Regions from separate parts of the Sus scrofa genome. Here regions 1 and 2 are each linked to region 3. Evidence: chromatin contacts called from public HiChIP or PLAC-seq data. All regions are on one chromosome and are shown on one strand. Each heading gives the region's core, a stretch centred on a gene start, on an enhancer-like site or on the middle of the called end of the contact. The rest is flanking DNA. Distances are from core to core; before and after follow the strand shown.

Region 1 (3,759 bases), core at 959-3,458, 100 kb before region 3:
CAGTGCAACTCCAATTCTAATTTCCTGTTTGGAGGCATTTGCAGCTACCACAAACCTGTCCCAGTCAAGAGTAAAAGTATCACTTTCTCCAGACATACAAGTTTTCAACTCCCTCAAAGTTCCTTGTCCTTGAGTGGAAAGATTTTTTTATTGAGCTTTTTATTAGCTGACAAATCAATACTAAGCTTGTAGAAATCTTTAGAGGCAACCATTACAGATCCACTGATTGACCTCTGAATTTGTCTAAGAAAATGGCAAGAATATCCCAGGTTTCCTCCTGGCAAGATTTGCAGTACTATCTCTAACTGTCTCTATTTCTTAGCATTTATCTTCAAAGTCCTGTCTGTCATGCTCACCATTTTCATGCCAAACCTACCCATCTCCAGCCTCGGCAAGAAGGCAGCAGTCGTCAGCGTTCCTGCTGCCTCTCTTCTGAAAGTTCTCCACGTGCCCAGTGCTCCCTCCAGGGCTTTAGAAGACCAGAGGGAGGCCTTCTGGCTGCTTGTCTGAACTACTATCTTTGTTCACTGCAGAAAAATAGAGACTGGAGCCTTGGATGCTGGGCTGCCCTGATAAAGAGGGTCTTTCCCATTTTTCTGAAGTCCTTCCTCAATCCCTCTTTATCCTAAACAACAGACGACTAAGCTCTCTGGCCTCAGCACTTTCCCAGCCTCCCACGCATTGCTCAGTTAATCACCAATAAAAATTAAAATCTCACCAATGCTGGTAAGAACTTAGTAAGTTTTATGACTCCATATTATCCAAACTGTTCTGGAAAGCAAGAAGGAAGAGCCATTAACTAACTCCCTGACTCAGTATTTTCAGGTCTGGAAATCTAACCTAGAAAAATAATCCATGGTTAAATTATAGTATACCCACTCAAAGCAGTCATTAAAAGGAGACAATACAGCAAGAAGGAAAACTCTACCTCAAAAAGGGAAATTGAAAGGTTGGAAAAAAAATACCCTACGACTGCAACTGCTGTTGCATTGCCATGATGGAGCCCTTGAGGCAGTAACACTTACACCAAATATGATTTATACTCTGACTTCTTATGGTTTCATCTTCACAGTAGTAGGAGAAAACAGGATCTGGCTAAATCTCCCTATCCCCATAGACTCAATAAAACATTTGTCAAATGACTACACAGATATTCAAACCGTTTCCCCCTAGGAATTCTCAGAGTCTTAAAACACAAGTCATTAAGCACCTACTGGCAGGCCCTATACGGGGGGGGGGGGGGTTCTCATTTATTATTTAATTCTCACAACAAGCCCACAAGCAGGTATCATAGCCTTAATTGTTCATATGAAGAAACAGGTACTCTGACATACGAAGTCACTACCCAAAGTCATACAGGGGTGTCAGAGCCAAGAGTCAAGCATCCAAACATGCGATGTTCTTAGTATTTTTGTAACCTTAGACCCAAGCGAAATGTCACAATTAAACCCATCTCGAACCAACCCAATTGGTTATGTCCAATTGGCGTGATCGCATTGTCACTGGAGACCTTTCCTGTGATCTATCACAGATCCTGGTACAACAATCACCCTGCTTTCCGGGTGTGAGCTGCACGTTATTAAAATGCTTTCACTAAATCCTAAGAGTCCAAAGCTTTGCATAACAAAAGACTGTCACAAAAAGGAGAGGGCTGGATGTCCCCCCAAGACCAACAAGGCTCCCATCTTTGTTAATGGGCCGAATGGGCTGTCACGCAGCATCCTATCGGTGGTGAGGTGGCCGCGCCCCGCGCCGGAGTCACAGGAAACCTCGCTCTCGCAACCTCACCTTGAGAGTCTCGTAGGCGGTGGCCACCAGCAAGAAGGCCTCCTCCGGGCTCTGGGGCATCCATCCGGGGCCCTCGTCGCCTGGCTCCGGCCGGTAGCGGTCCGGGTGGTAGCGCCGGGCCAGCTGGCGGTAGGCCCGCGCGATCTCCGCCTTGCCCGCCGTGCGGCTGACGCCCAGGACCTCGTAGCAGTCCCGCGTGCCGCAGTAGAGACCCTCCACCAGGGCCCCCGCGGGCCGCGCCAGCAGCAGCGCCAGCAGCATGGGCGGCAGCAGCACCAACCAGCGCCGGCCGGCAGCCCGGACTCCCCGGCGCAGAGCTAGCGGCCCCGCCATCCCGGCTCGGCCGTGGCTGCAGTGCCCCAGCCGCACTCCCGCACTCGGCGGCGCGCCCGGCTCTGCCTCCGGGCCCAGCTCCACGTCAGCAGGCGGAGCTTACGCGCAGGCGCACGGGACGCGGCTGCCGCAACCACTTCCTTTACGACTGTGGCCAGGGGAGCCGGACGCTTCAGGCCCCCGCCAGCTTCCGGTGTCTTTGACCGCGCTCCTAGTCCCAGTGGCTTGAGGATTTGTTCTCAGTTGGAGAGACCGTAAGGATGTCAGTGTCTGACGTGCACTTAACCAGTGTGTGCAGAGCGCTTTACTGTCCACAGTGCCCTTCCCACCAGTCTTTTAGGCATCCTGACTTCACCTGCTGAAATTGGTCGTCCGGCTCTCTTGCCATCTGGATGTCAAGATGTGTACCCAAGGTCTCCTCACTAACCCCACTCTGCCTTTTCAAAAGGAAGCTGAACTTAGAGATTCCAGTCGCTATCCTGCCTTAAAGTTCATGGCCATTTACTGCCGGGTTTCTCAGACTCCACATTATGACATTTGGACTGGATAATTCTTTGCCTTGCAAGGCCTGTCCCATGCATTGGAAGATGTTTAGCAGCATCGTGGACACTACAGACCAAATCCCAGTTGTACCACCCGAGTCGTGACAATCAAAAATGTCTCCAGGTATTCTCAAATGTATTCTGGGGGTAGGGCTGCCAGAAACAAATAGTGGTTGCTCAGTTAAATTTGTATCTCAAATAAACAAATTTCTAGTGTACTATACCCAAATATTGCATGGACTGTGTAGCACAAGAACTTTGCTTTAAAAAGGGTTGTTTCTGGAGTTCCCATTGTGGTGCAGTGGTTAACGAATCCGACTAGGAACCATGAGGTTGCGGTTTCGATCCCTGCTCTTGCTCAGTGGGTTAACGATCCGGCGTTGCCGTGAGCTGTGGTGTAGGTCGCAGACGCGGCTCTGATCCCACGTTGCTGTGGCTCTGGCGTGGGATGGCAGCTACAGCTCCGATTCGACCCCTAGCCTGGGAACCTCCATATGCCAAGGCAGCGGCCCAAGAAATGGCAAAAAGACATCAAAATAAAATAAAAAGTGTTGTTTCTGTCATTCACTCAGTAAATACTTACTGAGTCTTTACTATGAGCTAGGCACCGTTGTAGGCTCTGGGCATATAGTAGTGAGCAGGGCAGACAAGATTCTTGGTTTCAGGAAGTATATATTCTGCTGGAGAATGATAAACAAGGAGTTCCCCCTTGTGGCTCAGTGGTAATGAACCCGACTAGTCTTCTTGGGGATGCAGGTTTGATTCCTGGTCCCGCTCAGTGATGTAGGAATCCAGTGTTGCTGTGAGTTGTGGTGTAGGCCGACGGCTGCAGCTCCGATTCAGCCCCTAATCTGGGAACTTCCATATGCCACGAGCATGGGCTTAAAAAGAGAGAGAATGATAGGCAATAAACAAGCAAATGAACTATAAAACAAAATTTTTGAGAAAATGAAACAGCGTAAAGATAAATATATAATATTATATAAGCATATTTACACTGTGTGTGTATGTATGCATATGATATACATGAATGTATAACATATTAAGAGATATAGAATCAATAGAAACACATAGGAGAGTAGCCTAACTTGAAATT
Region 2 (3,881 bases), core at 723-3,222, 70 kb before region 3:
AAAGAAACTCATGGACTTGGAGAACAGAGTTGTGGTTGCCAAGAGGGGAGGGAGTGGGATGGACTGGGAATCTGGGGTTAGTAGATGCAAACTACTGCATCTACTTGGAATGGAAAGGCAATGAGATCCTGCTGTATATGTATAGCACTGTGAACTATATCTAGTCACTTGTGATGGAGGATGATGGAGGATAGTGTGAGAAAAAGAATGTATATATGTATGTGTGACTGGGTCACTTCACTATACAGTAGAAAATTGACAACACTGTAAACCAACTATAATGGAAAAAATAAAAATCATTTAAAAATGTACTTTTCAGATCGGAAAATACCGACTCTTTAAAGTCTGCTTTCTACTTGTATTTACATTTTTTTTCTCTTCTTGGTCTAAAGATGGTCCTTTTTTCACTGGCATCGTCACTGCTATCATCATTCACAGTGTAACTGTGCAAGCACATTTAATGGTGGGTTTAATATAATATGTGATACATTTAAGTAGGATAATACCCATAGTAGCGGTTGTTTCTTACTTGGCCAAGAGATTTCATATTTTAAGTGTTAGATTACCACTTCAGTGAAATTTTAACATATCAAATGTTGGAAGAAAGAGTTCCCTTTGCTGTTTGGTCTCCTACTTAGGAAATATCTGTTGCAGCTAGAATTTATCTTTGTAATTTAACCTTTGTAATTTGGAGAATTTATCTTTGTAATTTAACCTTTGTAACTTGGAGAATATGAAGTATGATATACAAAGAGGGAAACCTAAATTCTTCATCCAGCATGAACTAAAAAATTGATTAAGATTCATGGTGGTTCTTCATTATGGAGTTGAGAGCATTACGAAAGATTCACTGTTCCATTCAGCTCTTAAACACTGCAACTATATCCATGCCTCATCTTATTTTCCTTCCCTCTCCTCTAAGGATAGAGAAAATGGATAAATTTGCTGTTGTATATCCAACTCTTATATTAAATGAGACTTAAGTTCAGGCAGTATATGAGGAATTGCCAGGTTTCTACTTATTATCTTTCAATTTAAACTGCTAGTGATTAAAAGCAATTTCAAAGGATGAAACTCTGAACTTTGCTTATTTGAAGAATCAATGGCAGGAGCATTGAAGCAAAATCCATGGAATGCATTTCTGAAATCCTAAGTAAATTAATTCAGAATCTTACCCTTTGCTGTAAACAAGCAAATAGAAGCACATCTGTTATATAAGGAAGAAAATGCTGTATGCTGATTGAGCATGCTTTTTAAAGCCTTTAAAAATACTCAGCATATAAACCTGAGTTTGAGCTTGCTGGTGTTTTTTGTTAATGTGTGTTCTCCTTTCTCAGAATTTCCAGCGTGTGCTGTAACTCATGACCTGGATTCTTTATTTGATTTACTTAACTACATGTTATGCAAGTGCATTCTAACATTGCACATATTACCAAAAGCGGGTAAAAGTAAAATTAGTCTTCTGAAAAAAGAGAGAAAGAAAGAAAACCAAGCAAAGGGAAAAAAGGAATCCTACCCTGGTTAACACAACTGGTTTAGGTAACCCTGGTCTGAGAATGTTCAGGCTGAAGAAAAAGGTGCTGAGTCTTATCTTTGGAATGATTCCATTTTTGTGAAAACCAGGGGAGAAACCTTCTAAATGTACTGAATGATTATGGAGAAGGGTAACATTTGTGGTCTTAGCATTATTTCTCCGTTTACAGGACTGACCAGGATTGGGCTCAGAGTTGGGGGTCTATAATTGACAGTGTGGGAAGCCTGGGACTGACTGGGGCCGCTGGGAGACCCGCCTTTCCCGCCTTTTCTCTCTCTCCTGCCTGCCTGAGCAGCAAGGGGCAGGGCTGGCTTTCCTACGCAGCATTTCCCCCCACCCTTCCAGAAAGCCCCGCCCTGGGGAAAGCCTCAAGCCTCACCCCCTTCGGGGATCCACCTAAACACCGGCTCCAGACGCTCTGCGGCGCAGTCCCAACCACCTGCTTTAGGTAGTGGAGCCTGCAGACTCCTGTAAGTAAACTTCCACACCCCACCCTTTGTCCCTGCCGTTTCTAGGCTCCCCTGTAGCTCGGCGTTTGCAGATTGCTCGCCCTCTCGTAACGCTGTGCCACTCTGCGTCTTGCACTCAGAGGAAACTTGGAAACAGGATGTCCCGACTGATGCTTCCTGGTCCATGCAGATTCCTGAAGCGATCGGAAAGGGCTGCGAGAGGGAAGGCCATTGCCTGGCAGCGTTGTGGGTGCGCGGCTTAGCTGCCTGCCCGGGGGAGGGGGCTGGCTAAGGAACTTGCGGGACTGCAAACCTGAGACAGGTGTGGAAGAAGAAAGGCGTCGGAATTCGGTTAAGACACGGGTGTGGGCGAGGCGAGGAGGTGGGATCTGGAGGCGAGTGTGCCCGGACCTGGCATCCCACCAGGCCCCGTTCCTCTGGCGGGTGGGGACTCACCGGGATCTTCAGCTGCCTCGGCGGCCATGCCCTTTACAGGGAAGCTTCTGGACTTTGGGTGAGTCCAGAATTCGCAGCGGCTGTCTTTCTGTGGAAAAAGAGACAAGTAGGACCCGCACAGTTGCGGGTCGCACCACCCCGACCGCTGTGTCTGCAATACGGAAGTGTCCCCTCCAGGCTGCCACTGGCCCCAATCGCGAGCACTGGGCGGGAAAGGAAAGAAAGGGCCAGCCCCTGCGGGCGCGTTTGCAGCCGATTCCCCCTGGGGGAAGGCACGGCTCCCATGTGATGCGGAAGAGATCGGTCCAAGCCTGAGGTGCTACCCCGAGAGCTCAGGGCCGCCTGAGTCATCGTCTCTTGGCCTTGTGTGCAGGCAAGTTTAAACACTGACCCTCGATTTCCCCTTTGGTGCCAAAGAGAACTCGCGCCTGAGCAGCAGCGCCGCCCGGTGGTTGTCATGTGTTCCTGAGACGGCTTGCCTCGGAAGGCAAAGCTGTCCATCTGAGAGACGTGCATAGACTTCGATTTGGTTGTGTTTGATGCTTTTCCTTAGAATTCGCTTCATGTGAGGAGAGAAGTGGAATATTTGCACGCCAGGTAGCTGTTCAGTGCCCTAACGAAACCTTCGCAGTGGCTAGGAAGAATTTGTGTGGGTTCACATTATTCCTTGCGTTGGAGATTTCCGACGTAGCCACTGTTTCCTCATCTGTACACTGACCATGATAATAACGGCTGTCTTAGAGGGAAGTTATGAGGATAGAAGGAGTTGATAAGTATGAAGTGCTTAACAGATCAATAGAAACAGTGAATACTAAGTAAATGTGATGGATGTTAACTGTTCATGATGAAGTTGATGATGGGTAGAGCCTGCCATTCCCCCCTCAGTGCAATGCGTAGGGAGCTGTAAGAATCCAGTCCCTTCAGAGGCTTGACTACGTTTACTGTGTTCTAGGAGCTTCAGGATGGTTCGTGCTAAGAGCTGGACCCTGAAGAAGCATTTTGTAGGCTACCCTACTCCTAGCAACTTTGAACTGAAGACAGTTGAACTCCCGCCCTTAAAAAATGGAGGTAAGTCAGATTCAGAAGATTTAAGTTAGAAGAAACCATATCCGTTTGCCTTTGCTGAATAATACACTACCTCCACACTCAGTGACTTCAAACCACAATCACCGATTAGTTCACAATTCTGGGGGGGTGGCAGTTTGGGCGGGATTAAGTGGGTGGTCCTACCCGGGTTAAGTGGTTAATTCAGGATGAGTGTCCCTCACATGTCTGGTGGTTAGCTGGCTTTCTACTGAGGTGTGTGCCTCACTTCTCGTCTGTGTGACCCTTCCAGCAGGCTGGCGGGAGCTCTTTGTTTTTGCTGTGATTTCATAAGTCTAGGGCAGCAGGAATTGGCAAGTCCAATTTGCAAACACTTTTCAAGCTTGTATCATCTCTGC
Region 3 (3,842 bases), core at 1,179-3,678:
AAGGCTACTATTCAAAGCCAAAATGTCTAGTAAGACTATGAAGCTATTTAGTGAAAAAATAAACTATAAGTAGATTGAAGAAACAACTATAAAAAACTTAAACAGTAATGATTAGAAGCAGTGTTGTAAGCTGCTATAAACTACTGTATGTAGTGAGATATCGAAGATATCTTTTTTTTTTTTTTGCCTAACAGTTCTATGTCTACATATAGAAATATGTGACTTCATAAAGATAGATGTTTTACAGCAACATCATTTACAATAGCAAAATACTGTAGAATCCTGGGAGTTCCTTTGTGGTGCAATGGGTTAAGGACCTGATGTCACTACAGCAGCTCTGGTCGCTGCTGTAGCATTGTTTGATCCCTGGTTCAGGAACATGCTGTGGTGCTGTGGGCATGCCAGAGAGAGAGAGAGAGAGAGAGAGAGAGAGAGAGGGAAACCCTGTAGAATCCTAAATGCTCATCAGTAGTGGAATGATTAAATTTTGTCATGCACTTACCATGCATTCATTTAAAAGAAGGTAGTTTTGTATGTACAGGTCATAATAGTTAAGAATGCAGACTCTGGATTCCTACTGCCTGGGTTCAAATCCTACTTCACCACTTCCTGGTTTGTGGCACTTTAGATATGTCCTTCAACCATCCTGTGAATAAAAATCCCCACTTTATAAGATTATTGTAAGGATTAAATGAACTTATCCAAGTGAAGCACTTTTTTATTTTTATTTTTTTGGCCTCACTTGCAGCATGTGGAAATTCCTGGGCCAGGGAAGGAAACTGCAATGCAGTTGTGGCCTGCACCACAGCTGGGGCAATGCCAGATCTTTAACCCACCTGTGCCACAAGGGAATTTCCTAAAACACTTGCCTGAAATTGCCTGGCACAATTAGTATTAGCTGTTATCATTACCTTATATAGAAAGACACCTGTGATACGTTGTTTGGTGAAAAAGTCAAGTTACATAATAATATGTATACTAGGATTCCATTTTTGTCAAAGCAAATTTTGTGTGTCTATACCTATATGTAATTTGCATGTCTAGGTCTCTGGAATTTCTATATAGGAGGCATTTAGAAGTTGATAACTGGTCTTCTCTGGAAGTTAATATTGCAACTAACTTTTTTTTTTAAACTTAGATTCTATACTTTTGCAGGGTGGTTTTAGGAGACTCTGTTGGAGGTTATGGGAAGTCAAAGTTTCCTCAAACTAGGCCGTGGTGCAGCCATTATACATCCATGGAAATGGTCAGGAAAGGTTGCAGGCACCAAACTGCTAACAGGGATGATTTCTAGAGTAGGATGAGGGGATGGTGGGTAGGGAGGTGGGGACCTTTCCTTTTCCACTTACTTATTGTGTTGTTGGCAAATAGTTACTGTGTATTGATTTTGTGTCAACATCAAAATGTCCTCAAAAAGAGGGATTGGTTTACTTCATGTGCTATGAAGTCATTAACAAGAACAGTGGCGGTGGTGCCATTTTCAGAATTAATGGAGGAATAATTATGGGGGAAAATTCTGATACAGAATGTTATCATGAGTCTGAACCCCCTTCTCAGTTATTTTTGGGTCTGTATATGCACCTGCACAGAGACAAGGCCTCAGTGAATATACACTCACTATGCCTGTTAACAAAATAGTTTTCTCTGGGGAATGGATGGTTGGAGTGGGAGGAAGACCTTTCACTTTTTTTTGGCCATGCAGGTGGACTGCAGAAGTTCAACACCTGCCACAGCAGTAACTGGAGCCCCAGCAGTGACAACCCTGGATCCAAGGCCACCAGGAACTCTCTTTTAATTTTATCTTCTGCATCATGTGAAATTTTTTACAAGGCCACCAGGGAACTCTTTTAATTTTATCTTCTGCATCATGTGAAATTTTTTATAATTTCTCTAATAAAAACAATAAAGGACATAAATGTCTTTAATGTCGTGTTAAGTACTTTAAACTTGCCCAAGTTACATCTGGCATGACATGTTCATTTTTAAAGACATTAACGAGAGCTTTATACATTTCTGCTTTTAGGGATAAATGCAATTTCAATCCATTTAGGCTCTTGATTTTTTCCTCTTACACCAAAAAAAAAAAAAAAAAAAAAAAAAAGGAAAGAAAAAGTATCTGATCTTGTATCTAATTTGTTGTGAGGTACTGCCACTTCAAGTACAGCGATTATGCAACCTCTTAATTTGAATTCCATATTGGAAGTGTTTTTCACGTACGTGACCTCACGGACAAACTTTGAGGCATAAAGTTAAAACCAGTATAGTCAAAATAAATCACTCGGGTTACCAAAAAGGACCTCGGGATAAGAATAAAAATTTAACATTTCATATAAGCATATTTACTTGCATTTGAACTTTAAAAATCTTAGTTCCTTGAACTTTTAGTAGGGCTTAGTGATCTTCGCTCACTCGGTAGTCCAGTTCCTAAGAACATCAGAAACCTACACTCTGTCACTGCCTTTAAGTTAAAAAAGGAGCTCGGGGCGCGGGGTCGTGGGCCGAGCGCGGCGCGGGAGCTCGCCCGGGACTGAGTCAGCGGCGGGGCCGAGAAGTTCGGCGGGAGGCGCAGGGCGGGGCTTCCTCCCGCCGACTCCGAACTCGGCTCTACTTTTCCTAGTCCACGTCTCTTCCTTTGGACGGGCGTGTTTCTTCAGGTCGGGACCGGCCAACGTGACAGCCACAGACCTTTACAAAAAGAGCTCCGGCCCCGCCTTGAGGACCTCCCCAAGCCGCCGCAGCCCGGGCCAGCTCGGCCGAGCCCCTCACGGACTGCGGCGCGCCGCTCCCCGGGGCCGAGCCCGCCGTTCGCTAGGCTTTTGGGTGCCCACGTCGCGGCGCCGAGCGCAGCATCCCCGGCATGGAGACCGGCTCGGACTCAGGTCAGAGCGAGGCCCGCGCGTCCGTCTCGCGTCGGGGCCGCCGCAGGCTGCGCGGGTGTAGGGGGGCGGCGAGCAGCGGCTAGGCCGGGCCGCCCGCGCAGGCCGCCGCGTGCCGGGTCCGCGCGGGGAGCGCTCGCGGGCCGGCTCCCGCGCGCGGGGCGGGCGGCGGCAGGTGGGCAGGACAAGCCGCGAGCGAGCGAGCGAGGGCGGGCGGGCGCGCGAGGGGCCCGGCGGGGGGGCCGCTGGGAGGATGGCTCAGCTCTTTCTAAATATAAAACCGGCGTGAGTTGGGCGAGCGCGGCGCGGAGCCGCAGAGCCGCCGCGCGGGCCGAGCGCACCGGGACTCGGCCGACGGACGGCCGCGGCTCCGCAGAGGCGCCAGGCTGCGGGATTGCTGGAGTCGCGAGCTCGCGGGGGTCGGCGAGAGCGACGCGTGCAGTGAGAAGGACGCAGACGGCGGCGGCGGCAGGCGGGCCTCGTGGGCGCAGCGCGGCCCGCGCCGCGCGACCGGAGGCGGCTCCCGGCCCCTGCCGCACCGCGAGCGGCGAGCCCCCCGCGCCGCCAGTCCGCGCCCTCCCCCTCCGGCCCCTCCCTCCCTCCCCGGCGCAACATGGCTGCGGCCGCCGCCTCCGCCTCCCAGGACGAGCTGAGTAAGTGCCACCGCGAGCCTGCGGCCGCGAGCCGGAGCCGACGCTGCGCTGGGCCAGGCCGGGGCCGGGCAAGCGGGCCGGGGCGCCGGGCTGGGTGGCCGGGCGGGCGGCGGCCGCGGCAAGCAGGGGACTGGGGCTCTCGGGCCTGGCGGGCGGGCGGGGCGCCGGCCGCCGGCGGCGGCGTTTGTAGGCCTCAGGTTTGCACCGTCACGTTGCGAAATTGAAACCGGAGCCCCGGGCGGAGCCACCTCTGTGTGCGATCCGCCCCGGCCCGGAGGTTGGGGGGAGCCTAGCCCCCTGCCCGCGGGGGCTG

The links. HiChIP or PLAC-seq counts read pairs in DNA pulled down with a chosen protein or histone mark.
Region 1: a contact with region 3 is called in an H3K27ac HiChIP or PLAC-seq map of alveolar macrophages. The contact joins the promoter of LOC100515643 here to the promoter of KIAA0368 in region 3. A contact is called at or near these places in 1 of 5 promoter capture datasets (liver), 4 of 47 Hi-C or Micro-C datasets (fetal heart ventricle, liver and skeletal muscle) and 2 of 2 datasets of contacts at active chromatin or transcription factors (alveolar macrophages and skeletal muscle).
Region 2: an H3K27ac HiChIP or PLAC-seq map of alveolar macrophages shows a contact between it and region 3. The contact joins the promoter of PTGR1 here to the promoter of KIAA0368 in region 3. A contact is called at or near these places in 4 of 47 Hi-C or Micro-C datasets (adipocytes, heart right ventricle, liver and 1 more) and 2 of 2 datasets of contacts at active chromatin or transcription factors (alveolar macrophages and skeletal muscle).

Annotation. Positions count from the first base shown.
Region 1 is chr1:252,424,806-252,428,564 of Sscrofa11.1, reverse strand. LOC100515643 (dnaJ homolog subfamily C member 25) reads right to left here and starts at 2,208. Exons shown (of 4, transcript XM_021067479.1): 1 at 1,789-2,208. The coding sequence starts at 2,121.
Region 2 is chr1:252,393,524-252,397,404 of Sscrofa11.1, reverse strand. It overlaps PTGR1 (prostaglandin reductase 1), which reads left to right and starts at 1,972. Exons shown (of 10, transcript NM_214385.1): 1 at 1,972-2,004; 2 at 3,392-3,507. The coding sequence starts at 3,402. LOC110256066 (a long non-coding RNA gene) reads right to left here and starts at 2,581. Exons shown (of 2, transcript XR_002337285.1): 1 at 2,440-2,581; 2 at 441-2,296.
Region 3 is chr1:252,323,654-252,327,495 of Sscrofa11.1, reverse strand. It overlaps KIAA0368 (proteasome-associated protein ECM29 homolog), which reads left to right and starts at 2,428. Exons shown (of 49, transcript XM_021067464.1): 1 at 2,428-2,879. The coding sequence starts at 2,858.